Regions from separate parts of the Macaca mulatta genome. Here region 1 is linked to region 2. A link is a contact called in public Hi-C data. All regions are on one chromosome and are shown on one strand. The core of a region is the stretch at or near the end of the contact, and the rest is flanking DNA. Distances in the headings are between cores, read along the strand shown.

Region 1 (4,991 bases), core at 716-3,215, 38 kb before region 2:
TTATATCTTTGGCCCATTTTTCCAGGGTCATCATTTTCTTTTCAGTTTGAAGGGACTTTTTGAATACAGAAGATATCAACTAAATGTGTGTTATATGGGTAGAACTTCTCCCAGTCTGTCATTTATCTTTTTACTTTGCTTATGGCATCTTTTCCCATTGTTTTTAAATTTTATATAAGTAATATATCTATCGTTTGTAAAGTAGGTGGGTGAGTGTGTGGTTGTGTGTGTGGCTGTTAGGGTCTTGTTCTATTACCCAGGCTGGAGTGCGGTGGCACAATCATAGCTCACTGCAGCCTTGATCTCACTGGCTCAATCCATTCTCCTCCTTCAGCCTCCCCAGTAGCTGGGACCACAGACGTGCACCACCACACCCAGCAAATCAAATGTTTTTTAATTTGTAGAGACAGGAGCTCCCTATGTTGCTCAGGCTGGTCTTGAACTCCTGGGCTCCAGCGATCCTTCCATCTTGGACTCCCAAAATGTTGGGACTACAGGTGTGAGCTACCATGCCTGTCTCGTTATTTCCTAAATTAAGAAGATCTATCCTACTCCCAGAATAATACAACTATTCTTTCATTATTTCTTTTAACACTTTGTTTTGCTTTCTTCATTTGGCACCTCAATCAATCCTCAAAAATTATTGTGGAAATAATTTTTGTGTGAGGTATAAAGTAGTATTTACGTTTTTCTGCAAATGGACTCCTAATACTCCTAACAGCACTGCCCTGAAAAAACATCTTTAAATTCCCATTTACACCGAGTCTGCTGCATAATTAAATTAAGAATTGTGATTTTTTTTTTCAAAAATCCTTGACAATAATGAGAATCTGAAACCTACTCATTGTTTCTTCACTTCCCTCCTAACCAGCCCCCTTCCTTCCAGTTTTGCTTTCCCTATAATTCATTTACTGGAAAGCATCTAGAGTAACCTTTAACAAAATCATGTCTCTACTTATCCTGCGAAAGTTTGCAGTGGTCTCAACATTAGTCAAACGCTTATCACGGCCTACTGGGCTCTACAGGATCTGGACCCGCCTACCTCTTGGACCTCGTCACACATTCCAGTCAACACTGACTTCTTTTCTGTAGGTGCTACTATCATCATCCACACCGCACAAGGATGCAAAGTAACGCGCCAAAGGTCACGCAGCAGGCAAGGGGCAGAGCCCCGATCTAAGACTCTTAGCCACCAAGTGGGCCACATTAAAGGCCTTCTACAGAGAAGCATTCATTTAAACATTTCACCGTTTGACAGTGTCTCAAACGCTCCCACTCAAGGAGACCCGCAGGAGTACTGCGTAAAGTCGTGTCCTAACTTGTCCGGCAGCAACAAAAAGATGACGACCAGTATCCTTACGCTTCCACTCGTGGGACACTCAAAAGTTCTCGCACGCACAGGATCTTCCCCACCGAGGAAGAGGAGGAGGGCAGCCACCCGGGCGGGTGCTGGGACCCAGACCGGAGGACTCGGGCAGCGGATGCAGGCTTTACCTTCCTCGTCGTCCTGATCTGCGCTGGACCCGGCGCCCGGCCAGTCCTGCGCGTCGCCCTCGGTCCCCGCCGCCTCCTCCTCCTCGGAGCCCGAACCCTGGCTGAAGTCGATCCGCTGGGCTAGACGCGCCAGATTCTGCGACATGGACAGCGGCGGCAGGTACGTCTCGGTGCCATCGAGGCCCACCTCATGGACCTGCTTCTCGCAGGCCGATTCGATGCTGATGCGCACTGCGCGCACCCCGGACATGCTGGCGGCGTCGGCCAGCGGTGGGAGGACCCCCACACAAGCCAAAAAACGAGGTACGGAGAGGAGGCCTCCCAGCGAAGAGCCGGGAACCCAGCACCCCGGAACCGCGGTGCCTCAGAAGACCCTCGGGAAACCGAAAGCAACGCTCAGGCTGGAAACAAAAGAGCTGGCCCAGCAACTTTCCCAGAACGCACTGCAAGCTCCCCTCCCGGCGTCTTTCCGAGCAAAACTGGGCAGGCGCGGAAGCTCCTGGACTCCCGAGAGCGCTTCCGGTGAATCACCAGGCAGGGTGGGGTAAACTTCCCGGCCCATAAGAGGCGTGGCCGGCAGCGGGAGGCAAAGACCGGTTCAGGAGCCGAGACTGGCTCTCTGTTTTTAAGCCTGCCTTTGTTTAAAGAGCGGATGAGGAAAGAAAGCCTACAGAGGCGAAAAGAGTCAAGGAAAAAGAAATTAATGGATGCTTGTATCTTAGCAATGAGAGTCCTGTTGAGAGAACTGAGATCTGATGGCGCGCGCCTGTGGTCCCAGCTACGCGGGTGGCTGAGGCGGGAGGATCGCTTGAGCCCAGGAGATGGAAGCTGCAGTGAGCCGAGATCTCACCACTGCCTAGGCAACAGAGTGGGATCCCTTCTCAAAACGAAAGTGTTTTTTAATTAGTAAGAAACTTTTTAAAGACTATCTGAAGAGTTAGAAATTAACGGTATGGCTTGGGGGAAACAATTGTGCTTATCACCACTTAAAATTATACTAATTATTTGGTTTCATGTTATAACTCTATGACAGCCCATATTTGCAGCAGACATAATAGGCTCTGGCATGTAATAAGTACTGAATATTTATTTTATGCCCGAGTAACAATAAATAATGTTGATCTCACTTTTTTATTAGTGATGGGGTCCCGCTGTGTTGCCCAGGCTGAGTGCAGTGGTTATTCACAAGTGCTAGCAGCACACTACAGGCTGGAGCTCCTGGGCTCAAAGGGTGCTCCTGCCTTAGCCTCCTGAGTAGCTGGGACTATAGGAGTGTGTCACCATGCCTGGCCTACAAATAATATTTAAAAGATTAAGAAGAAGTGGTATAACTTCAGTCTTTGGGTCTCCAAGAATGTATTTCATTAGTAGGAAATCCACAGAAAAAGATGGATTATCTTATATTACAAACCTCTATATTTCATTTAAGGAATTATATATACTGTTTATCGTGAGTGTTGACCAGGTTTTGTTCTGACCAAGATATATCTAGGTTTTGAACTACTTTCCTAAGGTATTTAGGGAAATACAGTTGCCCTGGTGTTAGTCCCTGCTGAAGAAGAAAGCAGATGGCCGTGTGCGGAGCGGTTTGAATTTTCATGAGAGAAACCTATTTCTGGCAAGCTGCACTGTCTGTCGCACAATCATGTTTGAGAACAGTACTTGCTTTTCGTGTAAATTTGTAAAAAAATTTTTTTAACTTTATTTTAAAATCTGATTAATAGCCAGGCACAGTGGCAGTCTAACAGCCGTGCAGACAAAAACAAGACAACAACAAATGAACATGATTCCCAGAATAAGTAACAGCTTTTGCCACCAAGTCTTCAAGATCAAAACTAGCTGCTTAGCCAGTTGTTTAAAGATGTATTGAATCTGAAAGTTTAGTTGTTGAGGTTTTCATATTATCCATTAACATAGTCACATTATCTGATTCATCTGGGATACAGACATAACACACAGTTTTTATGATAGTGCAGGTTCGTCCCTGGGCTTCAGTGAGTATGTCAAAAGTCATATGGTTTTGTAATATAGCCTTTTCCGTAAGAGTAACTTTATTGTTTAATAATGGAATACCCATGTAGCTATAGTTTGGGTATAATTGGTTAGGACCTCTGTATGCCAAATAACATCTTCAACACTCAGTTGTGGTATGAAGATGGAAGCTAAATGATCATACCAATGGAACACAGAATGAACCCAATGAGATCATAAATAAGGAAAATGTGCAGGTTTTGGCAAAGTACGAACTACTCGACCATATGGTTAAGCATAACCTGAAGAACATCATCCTAACTATCCTGGAAGTAACCATGGCCATAGGTTAGTGCCACATAGCCAAAATGTTCCATTTGGAGCTAATCAATAAATACATTCAATGGCATGCCAGTCAGTACTTTGTAATATAATGGTGTGAATACATAGTTCTTTGGGTATCCATCCCATATCTCCAGTGCTTTTGGGCCAGATATCTTTGGTATGATTTCTCTGTTCCCAACATAAAGGGGCAAAGTGGCTGGGCACGGTGGTTCATGCCTATAATCCTCCACTTTGGGAGAATGAGGTAGGTGGATCACCTGAGGTCAGGAATTCGAGACCAGTGTTGCCAACATGGTGAAACCCTGTCTCTACTAAAAATACAAAAACTAGCTGGTCGTGGTGGTGCATGCCTGTAATCTCAGGTACTCAGAAGGCTGAGGCAGGAGAATCACTTGAACTCAGGAGGCAGAGATTACAGTGAACCAAGATCTCACCACTGCACTCCAGCCTGGGCAACAGAGTGAGACTCTGTCTCAAAAAAAAAAAAAAAAAAAAAAAAAAGTCGGGGGTTGAGGAGGCAAGGGCAAGGTGACTGAGCTGACAGAAGGAGGGGTAAGCCAGATAAAACCATCCCAAATTTGTGTTATACCATTCTGAAATCAAGGTGTCTTATCTCTTAATTGGGGCAGTGTCATTGTTTCATTACTTAGTTGGAGCAGTGCCAGCATTAAAGTTAACAACTAGTTTCTTTTACTAAGAAGCTCCTTCCATGCCTTTTACTCTGTAAAGGTTTTTTTTTGTTTTGTTTTGTTTTTTTGAGATGGAGTCTTGCTCTGTCATCCAGGCTGGAGTGCAGTGGTGTGATCTTGGCTCACTGAAACCTCCACCTCCTAGGTTCAAGTGATTCTCCTGCCTTAGCCTCCTGAGTAGCTGGGACTACAGGTGCACACCACCACAACTGATTAATTTTTGTATTTTTAGTCGAGACAGGGTCTCACCTTGCTGGCCAAGCTGATCTCAAACTCCTGAGCTCAGTCAATCCGCCTGCCTTGGCTTCCCAAAGTGCAGGGATTATAGGCGTGAGATACTGTGCCTGGCCTGTAAAGTATTATTAATAAGATAGTGACGTACTTTATCCTTCATCATTCTAGTGTCAAGCACCATGACTGTTTAACACAAATATATTTCTGATATTCTATGCAATATCTTCTCTTCTTGGAGCAATATATTTCTCTCCTTGG
Region 2 (5,114 bases), core at 794-3,293:
CACTCGCGCGCCCCTTCCCGCGAGGAGTCGAGAGCTACGGGCTGAGAAAGGGAGACACCGCAGCCCCAAGAACCGCGAAGGGGTCTGAGAAATATCTTGCTTCAACTGCACTCCAGCCTGGGTGACAGCGCAAGACCGTCTCTATAAAACAAAGGAATATGAAATGTGGCCGGGCGCGGTGGTTCACGCCTGTACTCCCAGCACTTTGGGAGGCCGAGGCAGGTGGATCACTTGAGGTCAGGAGTTTGAGACCTGCCTGGCCAACATGGTGAAATCTAGTCTCTACTAAAAGTACAAAAATTAGCCGGGTGTGGTGGCGGGCGCCTGTAGTCCCAGCCACTTGGGAAACTGAGGTGGGTGGATCTCTTGAGCCTGGGAGGTGGGGGTTGCAGTGAGCTGAGATCCGGCCACTGCACTCCAGCCTGGGCTACAGAGCAAGACTCCGTCTCTTAAAAAAAAAAAAAAAAAAAAGAAAAAATACAAAATGAAATGTGAAATTTCAGTGATTCTGCATTAGGAGTTAATTGTTCCTTCCCTTTAATACCACTTTTCCCCTTCTTTTTGGACAAGGGACGCTGCATTTACATTTTGCATTGAGCCTCACAAATTACACAGCTAGGCTTGCTGCTGAATATGGCAGTGAAGGACATGCCATACCAGTCCTGGAGCTTAGTCACTGCCCAGCCCCTGTGGATCAAATGCAGTGTCAGACTTTTTATCCCCGAAATTGTCCAATCTATGGAGCAAAGGAGGGTAAAGAGACCAGATTACTTTTAAGGCACGCTCTATCCTAAAATGATGTAAACTATAAAATAAGATTAGACAGCTTTACTGGTTTTTGCGGTGTATCATATGAAAACAGAAGTTTGAAACCAGAAAAATCAAACCAGTTCAATCCTTTTAAAAATTTCTTTGGGAGGCCGGTGGCTCACGCCTGTAATCCCAGCACTTTGGGAGGCCGAGGCGGGTGGATCACCTGAGGTCAGGAGTTCGAGACCAGCCTGACCAACATGGAGAAACCCCGTGTCTCCTAAAAGTACAAAAAAATTAGCAGGGCATGGTGGCACATGCCTGTAATCTCAGCTACTTGGGAGGCTGAGGCAGGAGAATCGCTTGAACCCGGGAAGCGGAGGTTGCGGTGAGCCAAGATCGCGCCATTGCACTCCAGCCTGGGCAACAAGAGCGAAACTCGGTCTCAAAAAAACCCCAAAAAACCGAAAAACAAAAAAAAAACCAAAAAACTTTCGAAGAAAAAAACCCCACCAAAACTAAACTAGTTTACACAGCTTAATCTTAACTCAGGAACTGGTCAAGGAACTAATGGTGGGGGGCGGGGAGGATGTAGGAGGAAACAGGAAAAAGAAATCCTCCACAGGTCTCACTTGTGACGTGTTAGCCAATTCCTGGGAGGCAGAAAGGGTGAGCTCCCGAAACAGGTGCAAAGGTGGGGAGGAGACCTGGGCGTGCTACGGCATAACACTGGCGTCCAGCACAAAGGTTACAAACTTCGAGTAACCTTCCCGAATATTTTCACACACAAGGGTTTTGAAGGCAAAAGTAGACACAGGATGACAAAACACTCATTCACACATCCCACCCGTCACCCTCACCACATACTCTGGACCAGGTTTAGAAAGCCGGGAGACAGCTCAGCAAACGCGAGACCACCGGAAACGACCCGGGCTGAGAGGCTGTTTCCTCGCAGTTCTCATCCACTCACAATTGGCCGCACATTTTCTTTTTGTTATTTGCCGAAATGTTCTTGGCTATTCCACTTACCGAATCGGTCACGCAAGCAAAACACCAGAATCCCGATCTCCGCCTACGCCAACCCCGCCTCCTCAGAGTAAGCGAGCTACAGCTCCGCCCACGTTAGTCGCTCCTCCCTGCGCGGCGAGAAAAATGGCGCCCCCGCGTCGCGACTCCTCCCACCGCTCGCCTTCTTCCCGGGAGCTAAATTGTATCGCGAGATTTCTGCCTGACTATTACTTGGGCCGCGGGGATATCCCACCCTTTTCTTCCGCGCGGTTGGAGGACATCGGCTAGTTTTCCGGAGTTGGAGGACTGAAATCGGGAGGGTGGTGTGTGCAAATCTCCAGGACTCACGCACCAGGCCAGTCGCAGGTTTTGGCCCGAGGCCTGGGTTACGGGCAGCAAGTGCGCGGTTGGGGCCGGTGTGAGGCGGTTTTAGGTAGGTTGCCAAGAGGGCAAGGCCGTCTGGGCTTGTTGGGCAGGGGAGGCATTGCATATCTGGGGTTTCGGCCCCTGCGTTGTTCCGGAGGATTGAGCCTCGGAAGTCGGGCCGAGAGGGTGAAGGGATCACGGTTGCAGGCCACTCCGCGCCACGCGGCTGGTATGAGGCCCACAAACGTGGTTGTAGTGTGGGCGGGCTTCATTATATCTTGAGATGGAGGTGTTAAAACGTGTTGCAGACAAGTTTAACCTTCTTAACGTAATTTAAATGATTTAACCTTCATATGTGAGGTACCCATTGGTAGCGCCGGTTTCCTGGAGGTTAGGCGCTGCCCGGAGAGACGCGCTGGTGGTCACAGAATTAGCTCCGGGTAAAGCGCCGCTTTCTGCCCACGTGGCCTCTAAGAATTGCAGAATTCCAGCGGATGCATCGACACCCAAGTAGGAGTGTCTTCTAAACACTAAGAAAAAAGTGATTCTTGAGCTAGCTTTATTTTGATAATCCCTACTTTAAAAAAAAATTAGCCACAGGTATACCATTAATGCATGGGGCCAAATTTTTGTTGAATTCCGTTTTTGAGCATTCGATATATAATGACTTCGTAGAATCCTGTACTTAAGCTAATAAGACGTACTACCAGAAAATTACCACAGGGGTCCATTGGGCATTTAACAAATCTGAGCTCTTGGTAACCTTATCGTTTTATATTTTAAATGTTTTGCTAGTTCATCCTAGGATTTATATGCAATGACTCATGTTAGGTCCCAAGAAGCTACAGAATGAGACAAGAGATTGACTAAGGCAAGTACAATAGTGAAATAAGTAGTTATCCTTCATTTTTGTTGCCATGCCTATTTTTTTTTTTTTTTTTTTTCTGAGACAGGGTCTTGTTCTGTCGTCCAGGCTGGGGTGCAGTGGTGCAATCTCGGCTCACTGCAACCTCCACCTCTGCTCAAGCGATCCTCCCGAGTGGCTGGGAGCACAGGCACGGGTCACCACACCTAGGCAGTATCTTAAGAATTTTTTGTAGAGACAAGGGTCTCCTTGTGTGCTGAGGCTCACTACATACAACTTCCACCTCCCAGGCTCAGGTATTCACCTACCTCAGCCTCCTGACCACAGGCGCGCGCCACTAGCCCGGCTAATTTTTGTATTTTTTGTAGAGACGGAGTTTCACCACGTTGCCCAGGTTGGTCTTGAGCTCCTGGGCTCAAGCGATCCGCCCGCCTCGACCTCCCAAAGTGCTGTGTTACACAGGCCTGAGCCACCCAGACCAACCTGTTTTTTCTTTTAGCTCACAAGAAGGAATCTTTTTTTTCTTCTTTTTTTGGCATGTTGTATACTCTACCATGGGGATGAAAACACAAAGAATTATGATAGTTTATTGAAAAAGGTTGAGAATTCAGAACTTGTCAGTTTCCACCAATAATGGCAAAGATACAATATGACAAAGTTCAGTTACTTAAATGAATCTAGGAATGAAGAATCTAGGAATTATAATGGAGAGGTGATCAGGAGTTTAAAATGGTCTGTTGATTGGAGATCCTTTTCCTGGTTTATATAGGGCACATTTTGCCTTAGGAATTCCCTCTTTGATCTTGGAAAATGGTTTTTAATTTTACATTAATACTGTATTGGTAATTGCACGTTAGTAAGTGGCTAATGATAAAACTGTATTTTCTACTTATATTGAAAGATGCTTTTTTTGGAAGTGACAGTACTTTTTTGGAATCTTGTTCCATTGAATACATTTAGAGGGTAAAAACTGAAAGAACCTGTGAATAGAATTTCTGGATTTCTTTTTAAAGAAATTGATCTGAAATGGATAAGAAGCTTAACCCCGGCAAATGATTTTGCCTAAAATCAGTGGCATAGTCTGACCATGTTGAATACTATAGTAGATACTGTGTCAATATTTAGGGAAGCTTTGTCACATTTACTAAATTTCATAATTTCAGAAAACTGTTATAAAACAAAGCAACTGATGGATAAATCAGGAATAGATTCTACCGACCATGTGACATCTGATGCTATGGAACTTGCAAATCAAAGGTAAGTGGGTTTTTACTGGAGAACTGAGTGGATTCAATCATATTTATTGTATCTGAATTATGAGAAATTATTTTATATAATGAGTGACAGTAAAGATGATTTTCAGGAATTGGGAAAGAAGGAAAACCAGATTTCACTGACCTTCCAGGTTTATCTAGTTAATGTAGATTGATAATAGCATTGCAAATACTTTAAATTCAAAATGTGAATATATTATAATGGGACACATTCTTCAAGAAAAAAATGTATTCTTTGGGTCATATTAGCATCTCTTCCAGACTACCTCTTCCTGTTTCTGTCTGGTAGGCTGTGTTTGTTTTACTCACTCTTAGCAGTGAACGGAACCATACAGCCTTTGTGGAGCTCATACGTTATCTTGAAAGATACATAGTTTTTTTCTAAGCTGAGCACAGTGGTGCATGCCATTAGTCCTAGCTAGCTACTTGGGAGGCTGAGTCAGGAGCATCCCTGGAGTTCCAGGAGTTTGAGGTTGCAGTGAGCTGTGATTGCACCACTGTACTCCAGTCTGGGTAACAGCAAGACGATGTCTACAAAACTCTTTTTAATAAGAGCTGTAGCTTTATGAGCTATTTAAGTAGGATGGTCAGCAGAAAGGCAGCTGGTTCTGAGCCCATCCTTTAAAAAATTTTTAATTCTGGATATGTTTTCCTGAGTTGGTCTTGGAAGAAATGTATATTTGGGACTGGGTATTACTGGTAATAAGCATTCAGTAAGAAAGAGGAAATTAATTTTTTTCTCATTTTTCTAGTGATAACTCTTCTGATAGCAGCTTATTTAAAACTCAGTGTATCCCTTACTCACCTAAACGGGGGAAAAGAAACCCCATTCGAAAATTTGTTCGTACACC

The links. A called contact is a pair of places that touch in the nucleus more often than the background predicts.
Region 1: a contact with region 2 is called in a Hi-C map of fetal cortical plate, with 1.6 times the contacts expected there. The contact joins the promoter of MED17 here to the promoter of TAF1D in region 2. A contact is called at or near these places in 4 of 14 Hi-C or Micro-C datasets (CD4 T cells, fetal cortex germinal zone, fetal cortical plate and 1 more).

What each region holds. Positions count from the first base shown.
Region 1 is chr14:94,618,233-94,623,223 of T2T-MMU8v2.0, reverse strand. It overlaps MED17 (mediator complex subunit 17), which reads right to left and starts at 1,965. Exons shown (of 12, transcript NM_001261648.1): 1 at 1,495-1,965. The coding sequence starts at 1,744.
Region 2 is chr14:94,579,975-94,585,088 of T2T-MMU8v2.0, reverse strand. TAF1D (TATA-box binding protein associated factor, RNA polymerase I subunit D) reads left to right here and starts at 2,043. Exons shown (of 7, transcript NM_001257644.1): 1 at 2,043-2,191; 2 at 4,153-4,246; 3 at 5,016-5,114. The coding sequence starts at 4,179. It overlaps C14H11orf54 (chromosome 14 C11orf54 homolog), which reads right to left and starts at 1,931. Exons shown (of 11, transcript XR_013404261.1): 1 at 1,780-1,931.